Regions from separate parts of the Sus scrofa genome. Here region 2 is linked to region 1. A link is a contact called in public promoter capture Hi-C data. All regions are on one chromosome and are shown on one strand. Each heading gives the region's core, a stretch centred on a gene start, on an enhancer-like site or on the middle of the called end of the contact. The rest is flanking DNA. Distances are from core to core; before and after follow the strand shown. Region 1 holds the start of SNX20 (sorting nexin-20). Region 2 holds the start of ADCY7 (adenylate cyclase type 7).

Region 1 (6,280 bases), core at 2,443-4,942:
CACTCACCCGGGGCATCCGGAATCCTCCGCGCAGTGGGAGCCGCGACTCCCGGGGCTCAGCTCTTGCCAGGAACGCGCGGCGCTCGGCCCCGCCCCCTCCGTGCCCCGCCCCTTCCCCTGCCCCGCGGCCCCCCCTCCCCCGCGCTTCCCAGGGGGCAGATGGCTCGCCGCCTGGGCGCTGCCAGCCTGTGCTGACACACACACACACACACACATATCCTCTGAATTGAAAATCTAGGAAAGCTGTTGAGGTCAGTATGAACCCATGCGCCGCACCCTTTAAGGGTAAGTCCATAATGACCTAAAGCCTTAATATTGTGAAGTCCCAGGACAGTTTTGCTCAGTGTGATGTTTTCATGTTAGGTAACAGTGGACAGGGCATTTAAAGTTCCTTATTTTCCTTTCTGTTCTTCTAAGTTGAGACAAGCCATCCTAGTTTAGTGCTAATAGGGCTTGAAGGTCTCTTTAACACGACCCAGTCGACTTGGGTCTGCCACGATATCTAACTAGAATTTACTAGCATCGTTTTGATTACATTAAATTTGCTTTCTTTTACGATTTCTTATTCTTCCCAGCAAGTGATCGCTGGTTGTTCATGGACGGTATTAACGTAAATGTTCCTTTTAAAACATTTGTACTTGGAAATTTTTAGATGTGAAGTCATTTTCAAGGAAAAGAACTGACATTGGCATAGTGCTTACTATGTGCCAGGGTTTACAGACCTTAACTCTGTTAATCCTACCCACGGGGTATTGATTATCAATACCCTAATTCACTGAGGAAGAAACTGGGGCAAAGAAAAGTTTCCTAATCTATCCACGTAGTGACAGCCGAGCTGAGATGTATTTGCCTCCACATGTCTGACACCAAAGTTCATGCTCAAACCACTACCCCACACTGCCTCCAGGTAAATACCCGCACAGGTAGTGCACAGTCGGCTGAGGCTGGGAAATGCCACACTAGAAGAACTGAACCTACCCCAGGAAAATCATTCCAGATGGCGCATAGATCTGTCTACAAGGATGTTCACCCCCATCTTAACAGCAAAAAGCTAGAAGCCTCTTAAATCCCCAGTCATAGCAGATTACTTAAGAAAAGTGACAGAGCAACTGAACCAGGAAAAACTTAACCAACTTACCTCCTCTCATACCCCACACCCAAGCTGGGAGCAAATTCATCAACTTGACCTTCAAAATATATCCATAACATGACCATTTCTTATTGACTCCACCATTCCTACCTGAGTCCAAATCACGTCATCTCTCACCTACGTTATGCTAAGAGCTCCCAGCCAACCCTACTTTTCCAACTAGCGTCTCTTCCACCCCAGCCTCGCCCTGACCTGGTCTCCTTCTCCAAGCAGCCACCAGTGTCCAAAGCTGTCCACAAACAGGCCCAAACGAATGAACATGTGATGCACCAGCATCCTTGGAGCTCTTGGTCCTACCGCCTCTGTGCTTTGCTCACTCTGGGCTCCAGTAGGAGACAATAGGTTGAAAAGCATAGACTTCAAACTCAAGTGAGCCTGGATTTGAATCCCAGCTCTCGATGCCTTTGGGCCAGTTATTTAACCTTGACCTCAGTTTCCCTGACAGCTAAGAGGTTGATGACAATCCACTTAGATCTTGTCATGAGGAATACATATAAAGAATTTGGCACCTAGGAAGTACTAAACACTCTATAATAGGGATTTTATTTATTTATTTAGGTTTTTAGGGCCGCACCTGCGGCAGAGGGAAGTTCCCAGGCTTGGGGTCCAATCAGAGCTGCAGCTGCTGGCCTACACCACAGCCACAGCCACGCCAGATCCGAGCCACATCTGCGACCTGCATCACAGCTCACAGCAACGCCAGATCCTTAAGCCACTGAGCGAGGCCAGGGATCGAACCCACATCCTCATGGATACTAGTTGGCTTTGTTACCTCTGAGCCACTATGGGACCTCTCAGGAATGTTATTTACTGGGCACAGTAATATTCCAGGCACGGCACTCCCATCCATCACATAATCCTTACAACATCTTTATGGAATAGGTACCACTCTTTCTCCCCACTTTTTTTTTTTTTTTGTCTTTTTGCCATTTCTTGGGCCACTCCCACGTCATATGGAGGTTCCCAGGCCAGGGATCTAATTGGAGCTGTAGCCACCGGCCTACGCCAGACCCAAGCAACGCAGGATCCGAGCCGCATCTGCAACCTACACCACAGCTCACGGCAACACCAGATCCTTAACCCACTGAGCAAAAGAAAAACAGTTCCTCAATCCTCCATCATCACCCTTCTTTTTGGGTTAGAAAAAGCATCCCCTTTACCTGCCTGGACATAGGAGCCAGCTTGGAAAAGCAGAGAGGGCTGGATTTCAGCCTCACTCCTGCCCTCTGGAGGTGCTCTGTGCTTCAGACGGTATACAGTGATGGCCCTCAACTCCCACCAAACTCGTCGAAGCTGTTACCTAAACGAACCGATCTCCCAGAAACAAGATGTTTATGTTCGCTGATAATGAAAATTAGATTTTCTTCACATATTAGCACATGCATCTCCATGGATCCTTACACACATCAGAAGGACTGACAGTCCTGAGCTTGTGTGAAGCCCAGGAGGGGCTGAGGTGTTTCCGCACCCCGGTTCCCCCGCTATGTTTCAGCAGATCCACAGCAGTGCCCTGCACCACACTCTATCTGTGACCTTGATATTAAAACTCTGCAGCATTAAGAACTTTTGAGATTTAAAAAAAATTTTAACATTATTATTATTGCTTTTTTTAGGGCTATACTTGCAGCATATGGAAGTTCCTAAGCTAGGGGTCGAGCTGCAGCTGTTGGCCTACACCACAGCTCACGACAACGCCAGATCCTTAACCCACTGGGCAAGGCCAGGAATCAGATCTGCATCCTCATGGGCACTAGTTGGGTTCTTAACCCGATGAGCCACAACAGGTACTCCCGAGATTTTTTTAAAGGCTGTGGAAAAACAAGATTGCCATGACCAAATTTTATTTTGCATTTATTATTATTATTATTTGTCTTTTTGCCTTTGGTAGGGCCACTCCCGTGGCACATGGAGGTTCCCAGCCTAGGGGTCTATTTGGAGCTGTAGCCGCTGGCCTACGACACAGCCACAGCAACGTGGGATCCGAGCCGAGTCTGCGACCTACACCACAGCTCACAGCAACACCGGATCCTTCACCCCCTGAGCGAGGCCAGGGATTGAACCCCCAACTTCATGGTTCCTAGTTGGATACTTTAACCACTGCGCCAGGACGGGAACTCCTTTGACAAAATTTTAAATTACCTATAAACAAACACTTTACCGGTTTGAGTTTTCTTTACCAGACATGTGGTCGACCATTTCTTGTTGAATTTCTCAACAGAGGTGTGTTGGTCTTGGAGTCCTAAGCTTGCCAGACACGGGGAACTGCAGTGAGGAGTTGTTTACAGTATTCAGTCATTTGCCCAATGTGGAATGCTTTGGTGCTGGGAGGATCTTTAATTTAATCTCATGTTGCACTGGGAGAAACTGACATTCAGAGAGCCAAGTGCCCTGCCCGGGTCACACAGTGAACCTCAGCCCCATCTCCATGGTTCTGCCTTCGCCCACTCATTCATTCATTCACAGTTACTGAGCAACCACTAGGTGGCAGGCACTGCGGTGGATCCTGGGGACAGAACCCTGATACCAAGTCCCACCGCAGACAAGGCATTTGAGACACGCACTCAACAAGTAAACACATGAGCGAAACAGTGATGCGTGCAGGCAGAGGGGTCAGGGAAGGCGGTGCAAAGGAGAGGCAGTGAAGCCGAACCCTGGGCATGAGAGCCAGCCGGTCGTGGAGGCAACTGAGCGCAGGGCATGGCCGGCTGAAGGCATGGCCAGGGCAGAGGCCGTGCCGCGTGTTTGAGGAACAGGAAGCGGTGCAGCTGGCCGGTGCATGGTAAGTGATGCTGACAGGCTGTGCAAAGAGGTCAGGAAGGGGGCAGGCTGCAGCTCACTGAGGCCTCAGCAGGGGTCTGAGTTTACCCAGAATGCAGTGAGAGGCCATCCAGTGGTCAAAGGGGTGTGAATTCTAAGAGAGACAACTAGATTCTGAAGTGCCAGCACTTCCTTTCCTAAGTCCCCGGGGTCCCTCCGTGTCCCCTTCTCACCTTCTGGCTTCAGCACTGCAGAGGGGGGAGGGGAACGACACCCACTCCCGCCCTCCCCCGTAGCCCGTGACACGCCTGTTCTTACATGGAGAGCTTTTCCGCTGCATAGAGAACCCTGTCCTGCAGAGAAAAGCCCACACCTGGCAGGTGGCCAAGGGTGGCGACTCCAGGTCCCTTTGGACCAGCTAGGTCCTTCCCATGCAGACCAGACACTCCTGCGCATCTGGGGGGTTTCCAGAGCATCTCCTGCCCCCAGAAGAGGAAGCAGTGGCTTCTACACACTCCTCCCCGTGGTTGCAGGCTGCAGGAAGGGCTGAGCCTGCCTTGGCATCTCGCAGACTCCAGGCTCAGGCTGGGGGTGAGAGAGAAAACTGGAACCTGGAACATAGCAGGACCGGACTCAGAGAGGAGGGGAGCCGGGGTTCCAGCCTGGCTCTGTGCAGAGCCCTCAACGCCATACCACACCAGGCGTTCTGTGTGAATGAGAAATGGCCCCAGCGCTCAAGCCAGCAAACCACAGATACACTATTAATGATGCTCCCCCTGAGTTACACGACTGCATCCCTGACACAGGTGGATGAATATCAGATTCTGCATTGCGCTGCAGGGCTGGGGCATTTGATGGCCATTTCAGTAAAACAAGGCTAGTAGGTGAACATGCCATGGAAAAATCATTCAACCTCATCAACCTCATCCCTTACACCATACCCCCAAAATCCCCTTCGTCTAAGTGCATTACAGAGCCCCGAATGAGAAAGGCAAACTAGAAAGCTTTGTAGAACCACAGGAATTGTCTGCATTTGCACAGTGCTTACTAGGTACCAGCATCATCCGAAGGGCCTTGTGCATCCTAACTCATCTTAAGCCTCACGATGGCCTGTGAAGCTGTTGCGGAAAGAACCATAAAGCACAATAAAGGAGAGAGGCCCACCGTCTCTCAGGTATGACACCCGCAGTGAAAGCAAAGACTAATACCGTTGAAAGCTTTATTTATCAAAAGATCCCCCTCCCCCGACCGGAGTACAAATGCATACCATAGGATGGGGAAAGAAATTGAAAGCATATCTATGCAAATAATCCATAAGGAAAATAAACAAACTGTGAAGAAAATAATCCAATAAAAAAAAAATGAGCAAATGGGAGTTCCCTGGTAGCATAGTGGATTAAGGACCTGGCATTGTCACTGCAGCAGCACCGTTGCTGCTGTGGTGCAGGTTCAATCCCTGGCCCGGGACCTTCCCCATGCTGCAGAGGTCTGTTAGTAGGAAATAAATTACAAAGGAAACAAGGAATGAGCCCCTATCAGAAGCAGGGCTAGGGAGGGGAGGGCTCATAGCTGGGGAGAGACATATGGTGGGCTTGTTGGGGGAGCTGGAGAGGTTTTATTTTTTTAAATTTTTATTAAAATTCCCTCTGCATACCTGCAGCATACGGAAGTTTCCAGGCTAGGGGTTGAACTGGAGCTGTGGCTGCTGGCCTACACCACAGTCACAGTGACGCAGAATCTGAGCCTTGCCTGCAACCTATACCACAGCTCACGGCAACACTGCATCCTTAACCCACTGAGTGAGGCCAGCAAACGCACATCCTCATGGATACTAGTCGGATTCTTTTCTGCTGCACCACAACAGGAACTTGGAAGTTTTATTTTTTGTCTTGTCCCAGCCTACTGACCTCTGGGCCACAAGCTGTGGCAGTGGCCACATATCACAGAACTGCCCAGAGGTCTGGCTTCCTTGGTACTTTCTGTCGGGGCGTGTGGGATGCAACTTCCCCCAGAGAAAGGCACCATATGGAACTATGAGTCTGTCCCACTTTCCCTCCTCCAGGGGCACAGGCTCTGCATCCCACCAGCTCGCTGCTCCAAGCCTCAGTTTCCCCATCCGTCAGTGGAGCCACATGGCTCTGGCTATGCCCAGCTCGCTCAGGTAGGATAATGAACATTAAAGGGCTTTGGGAGCTAAAGTCTGAGAATGCCAGAGGTTGTCAAGGTTACTGAGGGTCCGCCAGGTGGCTGCAAGGCTTTGGGTGCAGAGGTTCCGGCCAGCCCCCGCCCCTGCCAAGTCCCGCCCAGCCTCACGCTATCTGTCCGTTGAGTTCACTGCCGTCTGTCATCAGCCAATGGGCTGAGGCGACCAGG
Region 2 (6,280 bases), core at 1,661-4,160, 410 kb after region 1:
AGCCCAGCTACAGAGGAAGGGGGTCCAAGAGGTGGGGTCAGCAGCAAAGCCCCAGTGCATCCCCAGGTTTGGGGTAGAAGAGGAGGAAAGGGGACATAGACAGGTAGGCAGGCCATGAGTTTTGCCCTAGAAGGGGCTGTAACGGGTTAACGTGAGACTCTGCCTGCTGGGGTGGGATCAGGCTCCTGATGGCACCCAGATGCCACCAGAACCAGGCCCAAACAGGATGGGAAGACCCAGAGGCCAGGCCCCAGTCCCAGCTCCAGGCCTACCTCACTACAAGACCTTTGATGAGTTCAGCTTCCCACTCATAAATGATGCGGCTCATTCTGGCCCTAACTCCCAGGATCAAACAATACGAGGGACATGCCACAGCTCTGTAAACCTCCTGGCCTTAGAAATCGGAGCTCTCCTCCTGCTTTCCACCTTCCTCCACAAAAGGTCCAAGAACGAGCCCTCTCAAAAGCCCAAGGGCTGAGGGACAAGACCCAGCCTCTGAAGAGCCTTGAACATTCAGCCCTGGGGATAGCATCTCTAAAAGGTACCCTGTAGACCCAACTCTGCCCCCTAGACCCAGGCAGCCACTCCTGTGGGGCCTCCTCACTACACTCGGGGTGTGGCTCAGGGCCCAGAAGCTGCCCCTGGAGGTCTGCCCCCCGCCCCAGCTCCAGGTCCGCAGGGAACCTGGTCCCCTCTCCTACGGAGGCACCACCCACTTGTGAAAGCAGTGACTGAGTACCGGAGACCCTCATCTCAGAGCCCAAAGGCCCAACCTGCCAAGTCCCGTCAGCCTCATGTCCTGAGACCATCACAGTCCTGCTGATCATTCATTCTTTCATTCATTCACTTGTACTTTTTTTTTCTTTTTTTGGGGGGGGCCACGCCTGCGGCATATGGGAGTTCCCAGGCTAGGGGTTGAATCAGAGCTACAGCTGCTGGCCTACACCACAGCCACAGCAACGTGGGATCCATAACCGGCTAAGTGAGGCCAGGGATCAAACCCACATCCTCACAGATGCTAGTCGGATCCGTTTCTGCTTTGCCACAGTGGAACTGCTCATTCACACTTCTGGTGAGCATCGCCCTGGACCAGGTCTGAGGGGGCTTCAGCAAGTGCCCCTTAGGACTGAACCTACAGCCAGTCCAGATCTGGCCACTCCAGGCACAGCCCCACTACCAAGGCCACCTGCGGTCCTGACGTCAAAGGCTCTACTTCTAGTGACAGAGCCCAAACTCTCATTTTCCAACTCCGGCTCTGGGACTCAGAGAGAACATGAGTGCCTGGCCTCTGAAGGAGGGGACCCAAAATACAAACCCGGAGAGAGAACAGCTCCAGGCCACACTGAGAAAGGTTCCAGCATCTTGCCCCCAACCAGGGGCGGTTACCACCTCTGTCCAACCCCTTCACAGGAAAGGCTGGGTTTCCCATTCCCCCAGTGGGCATCCAAGCTGGGGCAAATGCCTCCTGGGTTCTGCCATCAACACACCGCCCCCTCCCCTTAACTGGGAGGGGTCCGCTCACTGCTGCCTGTGACTAGACTGCTTCCAGCCCCAACCACTGGTCTTGCCCTTAAGGCAGGCTTCTCCCTTTGAGTTATTTTTTACTTTAAAGACTACATGGCCTGTCCAGGGGCCCCTGCCTCGCGCGAGTTCGGAAAACCGGACAAACCACCCCTCTTTACCATCCTAAGCCAACGGGCGGTCCCTCAGAGTGGTCCAAGGGTGCTGGGCCCGGGGGGACCCAGAGCCAGGTCCCACGTGAGGTCTCAGTCTTGCCACCTGGAGAGTGGGGTTGGGCCCCCAGTTCCTGCCAGGTGGGGTCCTGTCGAGAAGCATCTCCCCGCAGTACCTGAGGGAGGGGACAAAACCCAGCCCAAGCCTGGGCCAGAGAAAGAGCAAGACCGGGAAAGGGGGAGTGGGCGGCCCGCCGGTCCGGGGAGTTGGCCGGCCGCGCGCCTCTCCCGCGATCCAAAGGCCAGGGAAGGCAGGCCGAGCCACGGGCCCGGCTGCAGCCGTCCCGGCCCACACCTAGCCCTCCTCCCGGGTGCCGGCCGCCGGGCGCGAGGCGCGGAAGCCGCAGATGCCCCCACGCCGGCGCCCCGCCTCGCGGGGATCTGGAGCCCGGCCGATCGGCGTATCCCCGGGGCCCGAGCCGCGGCGCCAGCCCCCTCCGCCCGCCGGCCGCGCCTCTCCCCGCCGGGGCCGCCCGCGCCCGCGCTCACCTGCCGCCGCTGCTCCGTTCCCGCTCCGGCCGCCGCAGCCGCCGCCCGAGTGGCCGCGCGGCCGCGGGCGGGATCCAGCTGCGCGGGCGGGGGCGGCGGAGCGGCCACAGGCGCCCCCGCTGGCCGCCCGGGCCCCGGGCCCCGGGCCCCGCGGCCGGGAAGGCGGGCGACCCCGACGCTCCGGCCCCTTTGGGGCCCCGTGTGCCACCGCCCTGCCCGGTTTTCAGCAGAAAAGGCTGCAAACGCACAAACATCCCACCGCCGCCGCCGCCGCCGCCGCCCGCCGCCCCGCGCGCGTGGAAGCGATCGGCCAGGCCCCCTCGGAGCCTGAGCAGGAAACAGGACGTTTTCAAAACACGTTTTCTTCCTCAAAGTCACGCACGTGTTTGGACGCGCCAGGTGCAGCCCCACCCCAGAGGGCAACACTTTCTAGCAAACTCTCAGCTGTTTCTGCTCCTGGTTCCCACCCCATCCCCACCAGGAACGCCTGTTTCTAGAAGGATCTAGTGCCCTCCTGGCAAGTTGAAGGAAACTTTGGTCGAAACCTACTGTCTCATTCCGGCCTTAAACTCCTAGAGGGGCGGGGGGCGGGGGAGAGCCACCCAGGCACCTGCTGCCAGTTGGGTCTATTGGCTTTCTTCTCTGGCACCAGGAAGACCAGCCCACCTCAGAAAGTAGGTGTCACCTCGTCCTGATGCCGCTCACCGCTGCCTACAACCCAGGGTGGGGCCCCAGAGCTGGCAGAAAAAAAAAAAGAAAAAAAAAAAAAGTCTGTCCTGTTTCCGAGGCACCCAGGCTGGGAGAGCTAGAAAGCCCTCCTCTGAGTCACCGCTGGGAGGGACAAAGGAAGCGGACTGAAGGAGTAATCAAGACCAGGAGGGCTTTCAACTCATAGACTCTCATGAGTTTTTCCTTCCCTACCTGTCCAAAATTCCCTCATGCCCACGGTGGCATCCAGGCAATCCCACTTTGTTGAGAGGAACCACGTGAGCATCTGTTATACCCACTTGTCAGGTCTAACCTCAGAGGCCCCAGCCAGAGCTGCTCAGCAACGATTCCCGGGAATCAGCAGTTTAACGAGCCTCCAGGTGATCTGACGACAAGCAGATAGATGAGCTCTGGTCTACTTGGAATCCTGAGCCGGGTGGCAGCTTACCCCAGGGGGAAGAGACCCTGGATATGTCACAGCATGACCACGCAGGGGCACTAGAACCCAACACAGAGGCCACCTACTTCGGAACTATCAGGAGGAATCCGGTGATGGGTTTGCTGGAAGGTGAAAATCTAATTTCCATCCCAGATGGAAAGATCCAGCTGAGACTTCTGGAGTCAGCAGCAAGCCCTCTCTGGTCTCCCAGAGACTGGTTAGGCACCTCCTCTGGGTTCCCACAGCCTCTGGGCATCTGGATGGTAGCCCTTGGCCCTCCAAGCTGGAGCCCTGGCAAGGTCACTGGTGCTTCCGAGGGCTCACAGGGGAAGGTCTCCCCAGTAGCTGGAACTTGCCTCCACTGGAAATGCAAAGCACTGCAGAAAGTTACCTTCGTGGCTCAGCAATAACAAACCCGATTAGTATCCTTGAGGCCGCAGGTTCCACCCCTGGCCTCACTCACTGGGTTAAGGATCCGGCATTGCTGTGAGCTGTGGTGTAGATCACAGGCACAGCTCGGATCTGGCGTTGCTGTGGCTGTGGTGTAGACGGGCAGCTGTAGCACCAATTCGACCCCTAGGCTGGAACCTCCATATGCCAAAGATTGGGCAATAAAAAGCGGAAGAAAGGAAGGAAGGAGAGAAGGAAAGGAGAGAAAGAAAGCACTGCAGCCTCCAGTGGGTGGGCACACCTAACCCTTAACAGAGCTGCCTTGGGAACTGTGCCCCGCCTACCTCCTGCAGCTCCTCCCACTCAACCACCCAGAAGCTGAGGAGACCCACCTGTTTGCCCCAAGGCCTCAAGAACAGCAGGTGCCTCTGCCCTGTGGCAGTGACGGTGACAGTGTGTTCTGCTGGCCCAGGTCAGCCCAGGAGAGGGACATTTTGCCCTGGGCAAGGGATGGCCCGGCTCTGGCTTGCAGCTCAGCTCTTTCCCTCTCTGCTGGTCTCTCCACACAGTGCACTAGAAGCCTTCAGCCCTTTGTGGGGGGTGGGGGGGGAGCGATGCTATGACTTCCCACCCTGTCATGTATGTGTCATCTTGGTGCAACTCTATGACCAAGCCTCTTGGCAGCAGACCAGAAAGCAGAGCTGGAGAGAGTGAGGCAGGATGCTTGCATCAGTGCCTGCCATTCATTGCCAGGATGGCCCCATGAGTGCTGTGGTCACCTCAGTGGCAGTCGCCCCATCCCATACTCAGTCCTCAGTGACTCTCAAACTGTAGCCAGATCACCGCTGGATCACCCCGAGGCCTGGTGAAAAAACACACACTGCTGGGCCCCACCTCGAGTTTCTATGCAGCAGCTCTGGCGTGGCTACCAGGAGTTTTACCTTCCACCCAACTCCCAGGTGATGCCCATGCTGCTGGTCCTCAGGGCAGCCTGGGGAGCAAGGCCCGAGGGCACCGGTCTCCAAATGCAGCTGGATCCTTCTCTCCGAGATTCTGCTCCTGGGATGGGTCTACAAATATGCGGTATGAAAAAACCCGCATGGAGTTCCCATTGTGAGACCTCCACAGAAATGAACACAACTGGTTATCCATGAGGAAGTGGGTTCAATCCCTGGCCTCACTCGGTGGGTTAAGGATCTGGTGCTGCCGTGAGCTGTGGTGTAGGTCACAGACAAGGCTAGGATCCCCGTTGTTGTGGCCGTGGCATAGGCTGGCAGCTGTAGCTCTGTTTTGACCACTATCCTGGGAACCTCCATCTGTCATAGGTGCACCTAAAAAGAAAAAAGAATAAGAATTGGGGGGGGGGAAGCTTATGTGGGAGTTCCCGACATGGCGCAGCGGAAACGAATCCAACTAGGATCCATGAGGATGCAGGTTTGATCCCTGCCCTCTCTTTGTGGGTTAAGGATCTGGCATTGCTGTGAGCTGTGGTGTAGGTCGAAGACACAGCTCAGATACCCTGTTGCTGCGGCTGTGGCATAGGCTGGCAGTTGTAGCTCTGATTAGACCCCTAGCCTGGGAACTTCCATATGCCATGGGTTCGGCCCTGAAAAAAAACCTATGTGAGTTTCGTGATGGTACTTAAAATCAGAAAGGGAAGGAACGGCTTCTTCGATTACACCCTGTTGAATGAATTGGCTACCCCTGAGGGAAAACAACAGGCCACCAATAGATTTGAGATCTCTGTGTATGAAAACAAACCTTATAAAAGAAGATATTTTAGTAATTTGGGGGTGAAGATGTCTGCCTACGAAACCAAATCCACACGGAATGACTGCAGTTAAAATTTAATGTCAGGAGTTCCCTTCTGGCACAGTGGGTTAAGAACCCGAATGCAGTGGTTTGGGTCACTGTGGAGGCTCAGGTTCAATCCCTGCCCACAACAGTGGGTTCAAGGATCTGGCATTGCCACAGCTGTGGCATAGCTTGCAGCTGCAGCTCAGATTCAGTCCCTGACCTAGGAACTTCCATATGCTGCACGTGCAGCCATGGGGGAAAAAAAAGTTTGAAAAAAATATTGGTTATCAGAAGTCCCCGGTGGCTTAAAAACCCAGTAGGTTAAACCCAGTAGGTTAAAAACCCAGCATTGTCACTGCTATGGCTCAGGTTGCTTTGGTGGCGCAGGTTCAATCCCTGCCCCTGGAACTTCTGCAGGCCCCAGGCACAGCCAAAAAAAAAAAAAAAAAAAAAAAAGTTGAATGTTTCTATCCAGGTGAGCGTTCTCCAAATGCCCACATCTAGGATGTTTCTGGTTTTAATTATCCACTGTGTTGAAAACCTCCAGCGCACATCTGTCTCACTATCTCAGCGTTCTCCACGTGGATGAGCATCTGCCACTGGAAAAGCATCAGCACATGTGGCCTGAATGCATTTCTGTGGTAGGCGACAGTGCAGGGGCCTTGTTTCACTTGTGGAGCGAGAAGAAGATTCGCAAACCTAAAATCAGTCGCTACTACAGAAG

What was found. Promoter capture Hi-C pulls out the DNA fragments that hold promoters and counts their contacts.
Region 2: a contact with region 1 is called in a promoter capture Hi-C map of fetal skeletal muscle, with 6 times the contacts expected there. The contact joins the promoter of ADCY7 here to the promoter of SNX20 in region 1. A contact is called at or near these places in 3 of 5 promoter capture datasets (fetal liver, fetal skeletal muscle and liver) and 1 of 2 datasets of contacts at active chromatin or transcription factors (alveolar macrophages).

What each region holds. Positions count from the first base shown.
Region 1 is chr6:34,173,061-34,179,340 of Sscrofa11.1, forward strand. It overlaps SNX20 (sorting nexin-20), which reads left to right and starts at 3,693. Exons shown (of 5, transcript XM_021094194.1): 1 at 3,693-3,929.
Region 2 is chr6:34,583,474-34,589,753 of Sscrofa11.1, forward strand. ADCY7 (adenylate cyclase type 7) reads right to left here and starts at 2,911. Exons shown (of 26, transcript XM_021094204.1): 1 at 2,889-2,911.